Regions from separate parts of the Sus scrofa genome. Here region 1 is linked to region 2. The links are chromatin contacts, called in public targeted proximity ligation maps. All regions are on one chromosome and are shown on one strand. The core of a region is the stretch at or near the end of the contact, and the rest is flanking DNA. Distances in the headings are between cores, read along the strand shown. Region 1 overlaps ANAPC1 (anaphase-promoting complex subunit 1). Region 2 overlaps MERTK (tyrosine-protein kinase Mer).

Region 1 (4,128 bases), core at 388-2,887, 180 kb before region 2:
AGATGAAAAAGAATGCATCACTTTCCTCACTGTAGTACCTTCAAAAAGTACCTTACACATCATGAGGAAAGTCAATGTATGTTCACTGAATCACTTGTGTTTGAAAATATTTATATTCTACAAGCATTAGCTAAAATTCCAATTGTCATTTTTAAAACAGAAAAAAGGTTAACCATGGAAAAAAACGAGTATTTGACCAAACTTCTTTAAAACACAACTAATTTGCGACAACACCTAAACCCTTTCTTACCTCATCCAAGGGTCCAAGCAGTTTACTCAGAGGGTTAGGAGTACTAACGCTGTCAAGCGGCGTGCTGGGCCGAGGCATCGTGTTGGACACTGTCAGGGAGGGAGCTGGCAGTCCGGGAATAAAAACCTTTCCCACCTTTGAACAATAAAATACATGCCAAAAGACATTAGCTTTAATGTATCATATTCTTAAATAAAACAGTGCAGCATGTAAGCATATTATTTCTTTTAATATTTCAAAGTTTATGCTCACCAAATGCAACTAAAAAATAAACAGAATTAAAATTTTAATAATGTATCAGTCCACCATCCAACTACAAATATCTTGCCATAAATTCTCTTAGCCTGATTCCTTCTTTTCATTATTAAGGACCTTTTTTTGGCAGGTCCTTTTCATTATTAAGGACCTTTTTTTGCATTTTTCTACCCTATTGATGATAAAGACTGCAAGGACACTAAGCTTTCAGAGACTATAAGCATCGATCTTATTAACTAGTCTCCTGGCAGAAAGAAAGAACACCAATTACTTCTTCAGGGTCAAAAAAATCAGGCTGAAGTGATACTCAAGAAATTAAATCCAACCTAATTCAAATTGTACTCTCTAGCTCACAACCTGTCTTCCGTCATAAACTCTCAAAGGCTTCCTCCTCCATATAGCTATCCATAGGGTTCTCAGGAAAAATACAATAGAAATTCACACCCATACAGGCTGAAAACTAAAAAGACTAATAGGAGATAAAGACTAAAAGGACTAAAAGGAGATACTCAGAACTAAAGTGAAATTTTAACTATATACATACTTATGTCAATATACTCCCTGAAAGCTAATAAAATCACAAAAGTTGTCCAAATAAAATCCTTAGGATTAAAGAACAAAAATGACAGTGAGCACTAGTAAATGTAAGATTTTGAAAAGCCATCAGAGACACCTCTGGGTCATAAAAATATGGAGTAAGCATATCCCATGCTATTCCTCCCACTAATTACCACTACCACAAAACATATGAATTGATGATGAAACTAACAGAAGACTCTATGTGGTAGGGAAAAAAGACTGACTGGCTAGGGACCTGAGAACCAGGAATGACCTATGGAATTCCTGAGCTTTTTGTCTGTGTTTCTCTAACTCCCTCATAACCAGGCCTTGGCCTCTCAAAGGTCCGCAACCCAGAAATGCCCACAGGCACAGACCAAAAGGACCCAGGGAAACCTTACTCTTTTTGCCAAAATTTGGTTGGGAAGAGTGAAGAAGCAGGGAAGAAACATTTTCCCCATGCCTGCCCCACTTCAGGCAAACACATGGAAAAAGCCACGGCCCTCAGTGCCCACCTGTTCATGAGTCATGGATGGAGACAGAGGGCGGGGTCCTGTCATCCCACCTGCGAGGACTAGGTGGCGCCCTGGTCCACACAGAGAGGGGCAGGCCTATCCTACATCTCAGCTCTGCAGGCACTGCAGCCAGAGACTGTGGACAAAGCCCTGCTTTCATCATCACCAGGCAGCCCCTCTCCACCTCCCCACGGTGCGCAGCCCCTGCCCAGGGGAAGAGTCTGGCCTTCACCCAGGCTCTACAATAATAAAGCACCTACCTCTCCCCTTCTCTTCCAGAGTCTGGGTGGAGCACTGTATTCTATCCCCACCCTGCAATAACAAGGCAGTAACCCCTCTCTGTCCCAACTGGGGAATGAGGGGAGGAATGGAGAGAAAGGAAATAGACAAAAGAACTTTCTAAATATGTATATGAAATTCTGGGCAGGCCTCTGAGAGACTCATGTGTGAAACTCACCAAAAATGACACAGTAAAAGATGTGAGAACTAAACAATGGTCTGTAACACCATTCAGTTCAGAAACTGGCCTCTAGGCAGTGTGGAAGTTGAGGCAGACCCCAATCTCACTATGGGAGCAGATAAGAAAAAGAGCCAAGAAATCCTGCTCTCCTTGGCCAAAGAATCAGGAAAGGAATGGCCTAGCAAGATAGAAAACTTCTAGACAATAACCAACCTACTCCAGACAAACATCAAGGGAAAATACTGCACCCTACCCCTCAGGCCTGTCAGTAAAGGCCAGGTGGGGAGCCTTCCAGTCTTACTTGGCTGTAATGAGGCACAAATACGGGAGAAAAAAATTAACAGTACTCTGGATTAGCAAGAATATAAAAAAGCTTTGAGAACTCTCATACACTGCTGTACAACCTTGCAACCCTGATACGATTTGGCACCACATGGCTAAGCTGAATATGAATATATTCTAAAGGCTAGAAGACATGTATCTTAAAAAAAAAAAAAAACTTTTTAAAGCATTATTAGAGAAAACAGCAGAAACAACAAAACAACCATAGTGGCTGGTAAAGTTTTGGTATAATCATACAATGGAAAACTATGTAACAGTGAACAGGTCTACAAGAGCTACACATTGACATATGTAAATCTAAAAATAATAGAATGTTGAGCAAAATGGTCTCGTCAGAGAAGAGTATGTGGTATGTTTCCTTTACATGAAAATTCAAAAACAAAGAAAAACTAAACAATTTACTACTTAGTGATACACAATTGTGAAAAACAATTAATTTTTAAAAAGGGGGACTGAAGAGTTTCCTGTTGGCTCAGAGGGTTAAGAATCCACCCTTCACTGCTGTGGCCTATGTTCGATCCCTGGCCCAGGAACTTCTGCGTGCCAATGGCAAGGCTAAAAAAGGGTGGAGGGAGAGGGGATTGATTGCAAGTAAGGGTACTGTCCACCTCTGGGCGGTGAGGCCGCAACGTGGAAAGCACACTCAGGAGACTGTAGAGATATTGGCAACAGTCCGCATCTTAACCTGGGTAGTGGTTATACGAATGTTTGCCTCATTCTTCAAGTTGAATTTAAATTTCATAATTTAAATTTGCAAAATTTACATTATTCTGTATATAAACTTCACAACTATTTAAAATAATACAGCCAACATAAACACCATACTTTTTTTTTTTGGCCACCCCACAGCATATGGAGTTCCCAGGCCAGGGATCAGATCCGAGCTATAGCTGTGACCCAAGCCACAGCTGCAGCAACACCAGATCTGTGCCAGGTCAGGGATCGAACCTGTGTCTCAGCGCTCCCAAGGCACTGCCAATCCCGCTGCACAACCACAGGAACTCCTACTATACATTTAACATAATGCAACTTTACTAAAACTTTGAGACTTAACAAATCTACCCAGACATTAATTTTAAAACTATATTCTTTATAAAACTTCAGTTAATTTCTCTTCCTTTTTATTTAATAATCCATCTATACTCATTAAAGGTTTCCCAACTGCACTGTGTTCACAGTGCCAATCCATCTGATAGTGAATCCTAGACTCCAAATTAGACCCAACCTAAATTGAAGACTTTATTTTCAACTCTTACAAGAATCCTGCAGACAGAGCTAACAAATTTTAAATATCACACTAAAGTAACATTAAAAAATAATAATTAAGGAAATAGTCCTACTGAAGCACAAAATGCTGTTTATTACTTACCCGAACCACTCCTGTATACAGCACCAGGTTTCCACAGCCCTCCAGGACCAGCATAGTATCTATCTTCTAAAAAAAGGAGGGGGGCAAAACTTTTATTTTCCAATTGGTGTAAATTGTAAAGCACAATGATTTTCAACTTCTCAAGAAATGCGCCTGCATTTACCTCCACGGGCGCTGCATCCTTTGCCTGAATGTTGGTGATGGAGCCAAAGATGAGCTGGGTTTTATCATTGCTCTCTTGAAACTTTACACATCTAAATATTGAAATTTAAAAAGAGATACACTATTGACACATGCAACAACCTGTACTGATCTCAAGGGTTTTATGCTGACGCTAAAAAGCCAATTTCTGGAGGTTACTTACTGTATGATTCCATCT
Region 2 (3,929 bases), core at 47-2,546:
AACAGAGCTGTAGCCACCGGCCTACACCACAGCTACAGCAATGTCAGATCTGATCTGCGACCTACACCCCAGCTCATGGCAATGCCGTATCCTAACCTACTGATCGAGGCCAGGGATTGAACCTGTGTCCTCATGGATGCTAGTCAAATTCGTTTCTACTGAGCCACAATAGGAACTCCAGAATGCTGAATCTTTTCCAGAAGGTTTTCAGTTTACCTTGCTCAGATTCATCAGAGGAAGCTCTGTCTGTGGTAGTGATAGCTTTACAAAATGTATTTCTTAAATAATAAGACTTGAAAATCTAAATTACTCCTTGATCTTTAGGCTGCAGAATATGTTAGCAGTCATGAAAGTAACATTAGTCTCACTGTACGCTCCATCAGAGCTCTTGGGTGACCAAGTGCATTGTCAATGAACAGGAATATTTTGAAAGGACTCTTTTTCTCTGAGCAGTAGGTCTCAACAGTGGGCTGAAAATATTCAGTAAGCCATGTTGTGAATATGCTGTCATCCAGGCTCTGTTGTCCTATTTATAGAGCACAGGAAGAAAAGATTTAACATCATTCTCAAGGGCCCTAGGACTTTTAGAATGGTAAACAAGCATTGGCTTCAACTTAGTCGCCTGCTAACTTAGTCCCAAATAAGAGGGTCAGCCTGTCCTTTGAAACTTTTTTTTTTTTCAGGGCCACACCAGCAGCATATGAAGGTTCCCAGGCTAGGGATCCAATTGGAGCTACAGCTGCCAGACACAGCCACAGCCACAGGATCTGAGCCGCATCTGTAACCTACATTGCAGCTCATGGCAACATAATTGGCATAATTTCAATATTGTGTCTCGGGGAATGGAAGGGAGAGTGAGGAGAAAGGACCAGTTAGGGGGGCAGTCAGAATTCACACAACACTCACTGATTAAATCTGCCGTCTTACATGGACACAGTTTGTGGTACCTCAGAAATATTATAACAGTAACATCAAAGATCACTGATCACAGGTCACCCTAACAAATATAATATTAATGAAAAACTCAAAATATTGTGAGAATTACTGAAATGTGACACAGCAAATGCCAAGTGAGCAAATTCTGTTGGAAAAATGGTGCCAATAGACTTGCTGGATGTAGGGGTTGCCACTGACCTTCAATTTGTAAAAAAAAAAAAAAAAAAATGCAGTGCCTGTGAAGTATAATAATAATAATAATAATAATAATAATAATAACTAAGCGCAATAAAACAGGCTCTGCCTATACCAGCAAACCACAGAAGCCCAGGGCTGGGCAGGGCCTGGGGTTGCCACACTTGTGGGAACTTTGGCACAGTGACATCGCAATGAATGTAAATGAGTGGGTCAGGGTGCCTGTTTCCTTCAGGAGATTCTGGCTCTTCTGTCTCCTGTCTTATTCTTCTCATCGCCTCCAGGAACCTAATACATCCTTTGGGTGGCATCCAAAGCAACTTTTCTAAAATTTATGACCCGACCATAGGATGCAGCTACACATGATCTTTCCCGTGGTTCCCCACTGCCCACCAGGCAGAAACATGGGCTGCGGGAGTTCCTGTTGTGGCTGACATAGTATCCATCTGGATGTGGCCTGGCCTTTCTCCGTGGGTTAAGGATCCAGCATTGTCATAAGCTGCGTCATAGGTCACAGGTGGGGCTTAGATCCAGCGTTGTGGTGGTTCTGGCATAGGCCAGCAGCTGCAGCTCCGATTTAACCGCTAGCCTGGGAACTTCCATAGGCTGCAGGTGTGGCTGTAAAAGGAAAAAGAAAATAAAAGAATATGGGCTGTGGTGCCAGATATTCCTTGATGTGGGTCACAGCTTCACCCTGGTCCTGGGACCAACATCACCCTTTCTGGATCCTCATCTGCAGAAATGGGGATAACAGTACCTATGTGTGCGTTATGCTGCTGAACAAGCTAGTATCCCTGAAAGTACCTTACACGATGGCTGTCAAATAGTAAACACTCATGATTTATTATTGAGTCAGTGATTATTATTTTTACTGGAGGAGGTAGAGGTCACAGACAAGAGCAGAGGCCCTGGTGTCTGCAAACAGACAGGTTTCATGTGTTTGTCCTTCATGGAGCAATAGCAGGTACTTTGAAACAGAGCAGCCCCCTCCCTTCCCAGCCAGGAAGCTGTGACCGCCGGGAAGCAGGGGCTGTCTCTGCCCAGGACTCACCTGCCGCTGTCATAGCACTGCCCTCATTTTTCACACACCTGCCCACCCCAGCCCACCTCTCCATTTCATTCGTCGAGCCTCTCAGGGACCAGACGACAGTGGGAGTGGAGACGAGCTGACGCCCCCGCCTACTCCGAGGACTCCCATTCACCCCCAGCTTCCCCCAGGCCCTCCACTCCCATCTGAGGCATCCCAGGCCCCAAGAGGGAGTGAGATAGCATCGCTGTGGGCTAAGGGCAGCGCTGGGATCAGACCCATATGCTGCCTGCACAGTACACGCCTCCGCATGGTACGCAACTTGAAGCTCTGTGCTGAGCCATGCTCAGAGGCAGGAGCAGAGCAGGTGCTTGAAGAATATGGGTAAATCCATACATTTATAAATTCCATCCATCTGCATCATCACATCTTTTTAAATCCAAATTTTAGGTTCTGGTGAGATATACGTAACGTAATAGGGTACCATCTGAACCATTTTTAAATGTATGGTTCAGGAGTGACAAGGACACTGAAATAATCATGCAACCTTTACTGCTCTCCATCTCCAAATTCTTTTTATCTGAGGAGTTTCCTGGTGGCACAGTGGGTTAAGTATCCAGCATTGTTGCAGCTGTGGCTCAGGTGGCTGCTGTGTGCACAGGTTTGATCCCTGGCCCAGGTACTTCTACATACTGCCTCCCACTGCAAAAAAAAAAAAAAAAAAAAAAAAAAAAAAAAGCCACAACTGAAACTCTGTACCTATGAAACGGCAACTCCTCATCCTCCACCCCCCCCACCCCTGGCAACCATGTGATTGCATCTTTTATAAAATCTCAACAGAAAAATAAAATGACTATTTACAAAGGCAGCTACCAAACTTATTTTTCATTCCACCCACAAAATCAAAATCATTCACCATGACAGCCCTCCCATTACTCATCAGTACAAGCCCTCTTGTATTGTTCTTGGTCCACTGCTATGGAGTCACCCTTTTGTGGGAGCAGCTTAGACAGGATACATGTTCACCATGTTTTTAAAAGTCATGTTTCTATTTTTAGCTATTTCATAAAATACTGAAAGTAAAAGAAGTTTCAAAGTAACAAGGCTACTATGCTGTGTGAAAAAAGATTATTTAAATGCTTTCTCCTGAGACATGGAATAAATGAAAGCAAATTAAATATACCTGGCCCTCACTTAGACCTTCTAACTCAGCTCTGCTTTTTTTTCTTCTTAGGGCCCCACCTGCAGCATGTGGAAATTCCTGGGCTAGGGGTGAAATCAGAACCACATCTGCAACCTACACCGCAACTTCTGGCAATGCCGGATCCTGAACCCACTGAATGAGGCCAGGGATTGACCTGCACCCTTATGGATACTAGTTGGGTAACTCACTGAGCCACAATGGGAACTCTGAACTCAGCTTTTTTAAATTTATTAATTTATGTTTTGGCTGCACCTGGGCCAGGGATCAAACCCACACCACACCAGTGACAGTGCCAGATCCTTAACCCACTGAGCCACCAGGGAACTCCCTAACTCATCTCTCTTGATGACAAACCCAATTCAGTGGTCTAGAATGGAAGTCAGACAACCTTATCTGTAAAGTGCCAAATAGTAAATATTTTCAGTTTTGCAGTCCATTAAGGTCTCTAGCAACGACTCAACTCTGCCGTTGTGGGGTCAGCAGCTTAAACAATATGTAACCAAATAAATGTAGCTGTGTTGCATTAAAACTGTATTTACAGGAGTTCCTGTTGTGGCGAAGTGGAAA

What was found.
Region 1: a targeted proximity ligation map of alveolar macrophages shows a contact between it and region 2. A contact is called at or near these places in 1 of 47 Hi-C or Micro-C datasets (embryonic fibroblasts) and 1 of 2 datasets of targeted methods (alveolar macrophages).

Annotation. Positions count from the first base shown.
Region 1 is chr3:44,528,925-44,533,052 of Sscrofa11.1, reverse strand. It overlaps ANAPC1 (anaphase-promoting complex subunit 1), which reads right to left. Exons shown (of 48, transcript XM_021087035.1): 12 at 3,913-4,003; 13 at 3,750-3,815; 14 at 251-385. Among named protein-coding and RNA genes, the nearest start is that of ANAPC1, 47 kb to the right of the region's middle.
Region 2 is chr3:44,353,023-44,356,951 of Sscrofa11.1, reverse strand. All of the region lies in intron 18 of MERTK (tyrosine-protein kinase Mer), which reads left to right. Among named protein-coding and RNA genes, the nearest start is that of TMEM87B, 27 kb to the right of the region's middle.